Linked DNA regions of Mus musculus: region 2 is linked to region 1. The links are chromatin contacts, called in public HiChIP or PLAC-seq maps. All regions are on one chromosome and are shown on one strand. Each heading gives the region's core, a stretch centred on a gene start, on an enhancer-like site or on the middle of the called end of the contact. The rest is flanking DNA. Distances are from core to core; before and after follow the strand shown.

Region 1 (5,032 bases), core at 2,250-4,749:
GATAAATGTAGTAAAAGACCTCCTCAGACTTGTCATAACCATTACCCAAAGGCCAAGGCAAAACCTCTCAGGCACAGGGAATTTCAAGCTGACCTCCTACCTCCAGAACTTCAGAACCTAGAACCTGAAAGAAGGCTGTAGACCCACGTGTCACCATGCCTTGCACCTTAGGATGTACAAATTTGGAGAGATGTACAGGCTTGTGCTAACCTACAATTCACCAAATCAGTATTTCTTTTGGCTAATAATTGCTTTCAATGGGAACAAAGCTAATCATGGACTAAGCTCTCAGGTATGATCAACAACTATTAAAAACTACTTACGCTTACTGAAGAAAAATGCATTCCTGTTATAAATGTGTGTTGTACAAGAGGGATTGGGAATGTAAATATGAATAAGATCTACTCCATCTTTGAAATTCAAAGAATACTGGGAAAACACAGTGAACACTATAATCCAGTGTTAGCCACACACAAACAGGCAAAAACAGGTACCAAAGGAAGAACTAGAGAACACAGAAGACCATATAGTAAATTGTCTGAAAAAAGTCTGAATTGGAAAACAATGCAGATTATGGTTGATTTCTCCTATTTTTTAGATAGCCATCAATGTGGTAACTATACATTAAAAAATAAAAATATGATTATGAGCTAGGTCTGTTAGTGTACCCCTTTAGTCCCAGCACATGGGAGGTAGAGGCAGGTAGATCTCTATGAGTTCCTGGTTTACATACAGCCTGGTTTACATAGCAAGGTCCAGAATTTCCAGGACTACATAGAGGGACCTTGTCTTGATGATTGATGATGATGATGATCGTGTAAGATAGCTCAGCAGGTAAAGGCGCTTGCCAATAAGCCAGATGACCTGAGTTCAATGTTGAATACCAACATGGTTTAAGAACTAATGACTCCTACAAGTTGTCCTCTACTTTCACATACCGCATATGCTGTGTGATATTCTCTGTCTCATGTGCGCACGCTCTCTCTCTCTCTCTCTCCCTTCTCTGTGTGTGTGTGTGTGTCACACACACACACACACACACACTCACATACCAAAATAACAAAAACAAAAAAAACAAATAAATGTAATAAAAATACAATCAGCAGGACTTTATCAAATAGTTGAAATGTGCTAGTTATTATTTCTTAGAGACAAAACAAAAACCAAAAAAACCAAACCAACATTCATTAAAGGTTAAAAACAAAAGTCACGCAAGTCATGAGAACTATCACTTAAAATGTAGTCCAGAAAACAGCACCACCTTTGTAGAAACAGCTCTTGCACTCTAGTCGGGCAAACTGAGTAAGAATCTTCAATTCAACAACTCTTTGGATAATTTCAAATGTTCTGACTGACACAGGTTACATTTACATTTCTAGTTCATTCCCGAGTGCTGAGCTAACAATTAAGGATGCAAGGGGCAAGAGAAGGAAATGGAAAAGAAAAGGGTCTACAGCAAGACGGACAGGTAGCAAAAATAACAGCGAAAGGAAAGGATGGGGTGACTTGTTTTGATCTGCTACACTTTCCAGAAATGGGACACAGAAACCAGTTAAAATAATAAAAGGAACATTCCTTAATAGAAGCAAAGTTTAAATAAAAAATTTCGACTTTCTATTTCTTTTTGTTGTTGTTGTTGTTTTGTTTTTGTTTTTCGAGACAGGGTTTCTCTGTATAGCCTTGGCTGTCCTGGAACTCACTCTGTAGACCAGGCTGGCCTCGAACTCAGAAATTTGCTTGCCTCTGCCTCCCAAGTGCTGGGATTGAAGGCATGTGCCACCACGCCTGGCGACTTTCTATTTCTATATAAGTTAGAAATTAGGAAGCCACATACCCCATCAGATACCTTCCAGACTTGAGTGACAAAATCAAACTGGGGTTTGTCCTTTAGAACAAAACAGGTGTTAGTCCCTCCCTGTGAGACCTTACTGGGTGCATTGCGGTTGGGGGACTATGCTCACTTCATGACATACAAATGATTCTCCGGGTTCAGCAGAAAGGAACATTAATTCAGAAAAGACTTTGCAGCTATGATTGCTGTCTGCTTCTTCATGTCAAATAACAATTGAATTGTTTTTTTCTAAATGGACAAGGGGAGCTAGAGCCAAATAAGGAAAGCCACAAAAGGGACAAGATTTCAAGAAGTTTGCTAGTGCTCAGAAAAGGCTACTCAGAACTGGGATTCACTCTTAGAGAGCTAAACTTCCCTTAGGCAATGTCAACAGAGCACCACACACACACACACACACACACACACACACACACACACACACACACACACACCCCAAGGGGTTTGCTTTATATTTAGGTGTAGTCAGGTAAGTACAGTAAGTGGCTAGACTGCAGAGACCTAAAAGAACTTATAGATACGTCAGTATTTGTAGCAATTACTGATTTAAAAGCAGCTTTTGTGAAAAACTGAATTAACACATATATAGAAAATAAGGCATAACTGCAGAATGTATATTAAGAAGCAGAAAACAGGGCTTCGTGACTATTTCTTAAACTCCATTTCTGAGTACTGTTTTGGTTTCAGAACAGGTTTCATTGTTGTTTTCTATGCCCTCTGTGGGGATACATGATGTCCTAAAAGGACTACGAGCAGTACAGATAAATAACAGACAGGCTGAAACTCCAGGTCCACCACGCAGGAGCTCTGTAACCTACAAGTCACGATTACCTACTTTATAAGAATGCTGCAATATTCAAATAAAGTTAATATAAGCCAAGTTCTTTACCACATGAGAACTACTAACACATTTCACAGCGCCCGTTTGAGAGTGACCCGTGTTTTTGAGCAGGTTATTTAAGCTGTGTTAGTTTTGTCTAAAATAACTCAGTTATGAGACTATTGCAGTGACTACATTTTACCCTGTGAGGTAGACCATGGCTCATCAATGAATCAACACGGACATTTCAAATACAACCACTAGGAAGTTCTATTCTGAACAATGTGACTTACATACAGTTTGACAAAGGAACAGATCCGAATGGCCATGCTAATCACTACTGGGCTTACCCACCTTCAGTATTTATATTAGAGGTGTGATTTCCTAAATTTAACAATTTAGTAAACTCTAAAGAAAAAAACTTGTAGACACAATGACATTTTGAAATAAAAGATTTTGAGATAATCTTGAAAATCAAGAATTGGTAATATCAAGAATCTACTGTAGTTTCCAGAAATCTGTTCATTTATTTTTTCCAGGGCTGAGAATCAAACCCAGGGCTTTGGGTATTTTAGGCAAACACTCAACTACTGAATCTACTTAACTACTAAACTCCTCACCCCACTTTTTAAACAGACTAAATTATTTTTAAGTTGGACTAGAAGCCCATTTCTTTACGGTTGCGGGATATTTGATCATATTGTGAACTCTAAGACTGTTTACAAGAAAAACCTGTTTTCAGTTGTGGTGTGGCTCAACCTTAGCTCACACCTTTAATCCAAGAGCTTCCTCTTTGAATGTTGTACACAGGACTAAAAAGTCAACCATAGGTCAAGAGGTGGAGCAAACAACCAGATGACAGGAAGTGAACATAGGATTAATAAGAAAAACCATAGAAAGTAAGGGGAGGTCAAAAGGACCGATAGAGAGATGCACAGGAAATAGAAGGGAGGGTAGTTCAGCTTGAAGGAACTTTTTAGAGAGGGCCTGAGAGGAGATATTAGTTCTGGTATCAGCTGAGGAGGAAGGTGAGCTGGCTGCTTTCTCTGCCTTTCTGAGCTAGCAGGCTTTTACCCCAGATTTTGACTCCTGAGTTTTCATTGGTAAAATGGAGAGATTGAGAATGTTTTTAAAAAGCCAACCAACAACGTTTACCTTCCTTATTATGCACAGGCATTAGAAGTAGGTAAAACTTGTTTCCAGTCATATGTGACTGGGAGCATTAAAAAAATTGTGTGTGTGTGGCTGTGGAGGCCATGGAGCTGGAGTTCCGATTGCATGATGTGTGGGTGCTGGAAACCAAGCTTGGGTTCCTTGCAAGAGAAACAAATGCCCTTAATTGCTGAGCCATTTCTCCAGCCCCATCTTAGGGCTTTTTTAAAAACAGCAAACTAAGTACATATTTTATTCTAATATATGCTAAAAGAAGTTCTTTGATGTCCATGATTTATTAAATAGTTGATCTATCAGAATTTTTATAACATTCACCATTTCTAAAGTAAATGAAAATTTATTTTAATGATCAGAACAGTTCTATTATGTGATTCTAATTTTAGTTTAAGATTTTTTAAAATTATTTTTCAATGTGTATTGGGTGAGTGTGCATGTGTTTGCACACATGTCTGCAACTGCCTGTAAAGACCAGAGAGACAGTGAGATCCCTGGAGCTGGAGTTAAAGATGGTTTTGAGTCACCTGATGTGGGTAGTAGGAACTGAACCCAGATCTTCTGCAAGATTAGTATGTGCCCGTAAACACTGAATGATCTCTCTATCCTGCAAATTTTAGTTTGTTTGTTTTATTGAATGTATGACTGCTCTGTCTGCATGCCAGAAGAGGGCATCACATCCTTTTATAGATGGTCATAAGCTACCATACCATTGCTGGGAATTCAACTCAGGACCTCTGAAAGAGCAGTCAATGTTCTTGACCACTAAACCATCCCAGCAGCCCCAAATTTTAGTTTAAAACAAAATTCTCAGTCATCTTCAGGGAGAAAAATTTAATTAAGGGAACTCTGATGAGTATCAAAAGGCTGGTATATAGGTGAAAAGGAAAGTAAAAAGAAAAATAAACAGATTATTAGACACTAAGAGTATATGAGGGGGACAAAGTCATGAAGTGTGTAAGTGAAGGGCAAGTGCAAAGCGTGGAAGTTACAGTGTGGAGCTGCACGGTGACCCACATGCAGTGACGGGCCTGTCCTCAGTCCTCAGCGCCATCTTTATGCCATTGGGTTATACTCAGTAAGACTTTGCTGAAGACATTTACAGAAGTCTTGTGTTACTCATGGGAGACTGACTCCATTCCCTAGATACTTAAAACAATAAAGTATTTGCAAGTAACCCATATACATCACAGGCA
Region 2 (4,997 bases), core at 1,150-3,649, 38 kb after region 1:
GTTTTGTTTGTTTTAGTCAGGGTCTCACTATGTAGCCTACATGGCCTGGAACTTGCTAGCTCTCTTCTACAGTGCTGTGACTAAAGGTGTGTGCCACCACACCCAGTTAAGTATCTATGCTTTCTATATATCTCATGAATAGATTATTCATCCCTGGCTATGATGCTGATTTTCTTTCATAATATTCTTCAAAAACTTGTGTTTGACCTTTTAATTTCTATTCAAAAAACAAAAAAAAATTGTTATATATTTTAAACACTTTGTGGAATGGCATGAATAATTTTGTCCATGAAATAAAACTTCATAGAATTTTCTACTTCTTGTGTTATGTAGCCCAGGCTGGACTTGAACTCCTGACTTTTATGTCTCTAAGGTGCAATTCAAATCATATCTCAAACTTGCAAGTTGGGATTATAGCTGTATGGCACCACTTTTTAAAAATTATTTATTATTTTATGTAAGTACACTGTAGCTGTCTTCAGACACAGCAGAAGAGGGTGTCAGATCTCATTATGGATGGTTATGAGCCACCATGTGGTTTCTGGGATTTGAACTCAGGACCTTCAGGAGAGCAGTCAGTGCTCTTAACCGCTGAGCCACCTCTCCACCCATGGCACCACTTTTATCTCAAGAAACTTTCTTATATATATTGCTGTGAGACTCTCTTATCTATGTATACTACGTATATTGTATGAAATTTAATTTGCATGCCACACAAATCTCTTCTGAAATCTACCCTGAAATGTTTTTGTCAGCCTAACCTCCATTGTTATCTCTGACCTTAAAGTTTATTCACATTTCCCACAAACATACTATATAGTCTTACACTTCTATGCTCTTGCATTGGTCTGTCCTTGGCCTTAAGTGTGTCATACTATAAATCTTAGGAAGTTTATTAGCCTGTTATTAACACACTTTTACCCCATACATTTTTCTTCAAATTTACTTTAGTTATTGTATGATATTCTGTTGTGTGTGTCATTTTAAAGATTTTTAAAATTTTGTTTTATTTGAGACAGAATCTCATTATGTAGCCTTGACTGGCCTCTAACTCAGAGATCATCCTGTCTCTGTCTCCATGTGCTGAATTAAAGGCTTGAGCCACTAAGCTTGGCTTATTTTAAAGGTTTGTATTGTGAATTGTTTCTAGTATCTTTATTTTCCTTTTACAGTTAAATTTTTTTAACATTTTATTTTTAAGGGCTGAAGAAGTGCCTCAGTGGTTAAGAGTACTTGTGGCTCTTACAGAGGATTGAGATTCCGCTCTCAGCACTTACATAGTCCTTCACAACAGTCTGCAACTCCAGTGCGAAGGGATTCAGTGCCCTCTTCTGTCCTCCATGGGCAATTCACACACATGGTACACAGACATACATGCAGGCAAGATACTCATACCCATATGATAACAATAAAGATTCTAAAAAATATTTTGTAGGGGCTGGAGAGATGGCTCAGCAGTTAAGAGCCCTGACTGCCCTTCCAGAGATCCTGAGTTCAATTCCCATAACCACATGGTGGCTCACAACCATCTGTAATGGGATCGGATGCCCTCTTCTGGTGAGTCTGAAGAGGGTGACTGTGTACTCACATACATAAAATCAACATGTAAATCTTTTTAAAAATTGTAATTAATTTTTTGGGGGGATAGGGTCTCTCTACATAGTCCCAGCTGTCCTGAAACTCATTATGTAGACCAAGCTGGCCTCGAACTCACAGAAATCTTCCTGCGTTTGTTTCCCAAATGCTGGCATTAAAAGTGTGTGCCATCACACCCACCTAAAAATATTTTATTTTTGTACTAATTATATGTGTGTCTGAAAGTGGGTTTATGCAACCCAGTGCATTCTCTATAGAGAACAGAAGGGGGCGTTGTATTCCCTGGCGCTTGTGGTCAGAAGCCTTCTAATGTAGGTGCTGGGAACCACACTGGAAATGCTCCCTTATGTTTTCTGTTTGCATCAATGGCTTATTACAGTCCAGAGATGTTGAACTGATTGAAAAATTACAACACTGACAATATATCCCAAGGAAATATTGTTTAAAGCACGATTTGTATAAAAATGTTTATTCTTAATAGCAACACATATTAAAGAGTTGAAAGCCAACAATAAAGAAGTAGGTTTGATAAATTAAGGCCACGACTAGACTCTAATTCTGCTTCAGGCAATAGAAAAAGTTAATTTACAAGTATACTACAGTGCCACAATACCATAACAAGTACATATAAAATCAGATTAAGGAAAAAGATAATTTCCACAAGATAAGGAATCCTGTGGGGTTATGTTATTCGTGAAGGAGCCAGAGTGAGCCGCCCGTCGCATTTGTACTTTAAGAGGCGTCCTGATACTCACTTTGATTCTCACAAGCACCCCGCACGCACGCAAGGTGTCATTAACTTCGCTTTACAGGTGCTGAGGTCGCACCACGGTCAGGGATGCCAGACCCTGGTGGAGCCAGGTGGCGAGCTGCCTCCCTGCCACCCCCTCGCTTGGCTCTTCCTGGTCCTCACTAGGTTGTCAAACGCCGGGCAACCGGGCTGCCGCGGCGCGGAGGCCTGGGCTGAGGCGAGTTGCGGAGGCGGCGGGAGGCCACAGAGGCCGGAAGTGCGGGCCGGAGCGCTCCGGGGCTGCGCCGAGATGGCGAGAATGCTGGCGGTCCGGGTGGTGGCAGGGCTGGCGGCGGCCGCGGTGGCCGCCCTGCTGTTGGAGCACTACGGCCTGGCTGGGCCGACTACGCCGCTGCCGAAGCCCAGAGGCTCCCAGAGGCCGCACCCCGCCCCGGGCTCGGAAGCCAACAACATCTTCTGGGGGCTGCAGGTGAAGTGGCGGGAGGCCAGGGGAGGGCACAGCGCGGGGCGGGCTCGCCCAGCAGGGGGCCTCGGTCGCAGTCCGCCGGGAGGCTCGGCTCTCCTTCCCCGGGGTTCGTTAGGGCATCTTTTTCTTTCCCTTCCGCTCCCCGAGAGCTGACGGGCCACCCGTGTCGGTGCGGCTCTTCCTGACTCAGATAACGTGTCTGTCCAATGCCTGCTTTTGACAGATATCCGACATTCACCTGAGCAGATTTCAAGATCCAGGCAGAGCGCTGGCCTTAGAGAAGTTCTGTTCGGAAACTATTGACATCATTCAACCGGCTCTTGTCCTGGCCACTGGTAGGAAGGATTCCTGTGCTGTGTGCGGTGCGGTGGTGGTGTTCTATGGTCCTGATGGTAGAATGGGCAGCAGCTATTCGCTTGAGGGTGTTGGCAACTCTGGCCCTAGACCGTCAGTGAGCCCTTTGAAGTGGTGGATAATGGAGTCAGGATCCAGGCTAAATGCTTTGCCATCTCAAGGTTTTTCTCAGTAGGAATAAGGCTTGTGATGCTTACGACCAGATGTTGTCTGCCATATTTGTGTTGTGTGTGTGTGTGTTTATGTGTGGGTGTGTGCGCACGTGCGCGTGTATTGATGGTGATGATGTCCTGATGAATTTGAATATTAGGGGGTGCCCTATAACCGGGAATCAAAAGCTCTCCTTTGCTGACTTATATTTTTCTGTACAAGGAGGTTATGTTTTCAGTTGTTTGAGGACTCTTCAAACCTGTGCACGTGTGAGCCCAAAGGTTGGGTAGGAAAAGCTCCAAAGAGTTGTGTTCTGTGTTCTGTTTTTTGGGTGGCTCGGCTGTCACTCACCCTTCTGAAACATGTCTCTTACTAAGATGAAGTATCTGTCCTCAGATAATGAATAAGTCCCTGCTTCAGGTGTTCTGTTTACTTCCTAGAAACTTTAGCATTTCATTGGTCAAACTAGATTGTTTTTTGCTCTGAAATAATGCTTGGTCACAGCATAAATCCTGGTTTAGGGGTTGGAAAACAACTGTTGCAATAGGTAATAGGCACTTGCTACAATGTTGCAACATCACACAAAGGAGTTTCATTGAATTTTGTACTGTGTCTCTTTTCTCTCTCTCCCTCTCCCTCTCTCCCTCTCTCTCTCTCTCTCTCTCTCTCTCTCTCTCTCTCTCTCTCTCTCTCTCTCTCTCTCTCTCTCTCTCTCTCTCTCTCTCTCTCTCTCTCTCTCTCTCCTTATTATGTATATCATGTTCTGCCTGCATGCCAGAAGAGGGCACTAGATCTCATTATAAATTGTTGTGAGTCATTATGTGGTTATAGGGAATTGAACTCAGGACCTCAGGAAGAGCAGCCATCTCTCTAGGCCATTGTAGTGGGCTCTTTAAGTCATTCCCCTCCCCCCACAACTCACTCCTAATATCGCTATAGACTACACAAACACTTGTTAACCTATAATAACAATACCCTTGCTGAGATAATCTTGTTAGTTTAAATGGCTTAAATGGTTTGCTTTGGACATATGTGGACTCAATTGATTTTTGTATTCGTGCTGAATAGTTTACAAATTTGTGTTGAACATGCTTGTTTGAGTCCCCTGGAGTTTATTTTACATTTCAAGTCCATTCTGTGTAAACCCACAGGAGACCTGACAGATGCCAAAACAAAGGAACACTTGGGATCCAGACAACATGAAGTAGAATGGCAAACTTACCAGAGAATTCTGAAAAAGACAAGAGTCATGGAAAAAACCAAGTGGCTGGATATCAAAGGAAATCATGGTAAATCTGCCAAGAGCAGAATAGAATATAGCTTCCTTCAAAAATATAGATTTTTCTAGTTTAGATTATAGAGTTATAAAATGGAAAATTGTAACATAAATTTGGACATAGTGAAGGCCAAATCTCTTATGTGCAGCTATAAAATACGATATTAAGACATCAGAGACAGGTAGAGCTCTGTGAGTTTGGGGCCAGACTAGTTCCAGGTCAGCTAGGCTGCATAGCAAAGCCCCTGTCTCAAAAAACAAAACAAAACAAAAAAAAAAAAAAAACAAAAAACAAAGAACATTGAGATGGAGATGTCATTGTTGGCCTTTCCAGTGAAAGTTGATATAGTGTTTTCTTCTTTACATGGGAGAAAGTGTTCTTCAGAAATTCTTGTGGGAAAATG

What was found. HiChIP or PLAC-seq counts read pairs in DNA pulled down with a chosen protein or histone mark.
Region 2: a contact with region 1 is called in a CTCF HiChIP or PLAC-seq map of CD8 T cells, with 7 read pairs. The contact joins the promoter of Tmem62 here to the enhancer-like site in region 1. A contact is called at or near these places in 1 of 39 promoter capture datasets (macrophages), 1 of 15 datasets of contacts at CTCF or cohesin (CD8 T cells), 6 of 115 datasets of contacts at active chromatin or transcription factors (CD8 T cells, the SCID.adh cell line, bone marrow-derived macrophages and 1 more) and 3 of 9 other capture datasets (adipose tissue, liver and pancreatic islet).

What each region holds. Positions count from the first base shown.
Region 1 is chr2:120,935,627-120,940,658 of GRCm38.p6, forward strand. The region is part of intron 12 of Ubr1 (ubiquitin protein ligase E3 component n-recognin 1); the gene reads right to left. Among named protein-coding and RNA genes, the nearest start is that of Ubr1, 33 kb to the right of the region's middle. Within about 2 kb of position 3,500, at least 6 of the 459 cell types and tissues checked have an H3K27ac peak or open chromatin away from gene starts, as enhancers often do. A contact at or near this core is called in CD8 T cells, where this site is marked.
Region 2 is chr2:120,974,663-120,979,659 of GRCm38.p6, forward strand. It overlaps Tmem62 (transmembrane protein 62), which reads left to right and starts at 2,400. Exons shown (of 14, transcript NM_175285.3): 1 at 2,400-2,816; 2 at 3,037-3,148; 3 at 4,469-4,606. The coding sequence starts at 2,637.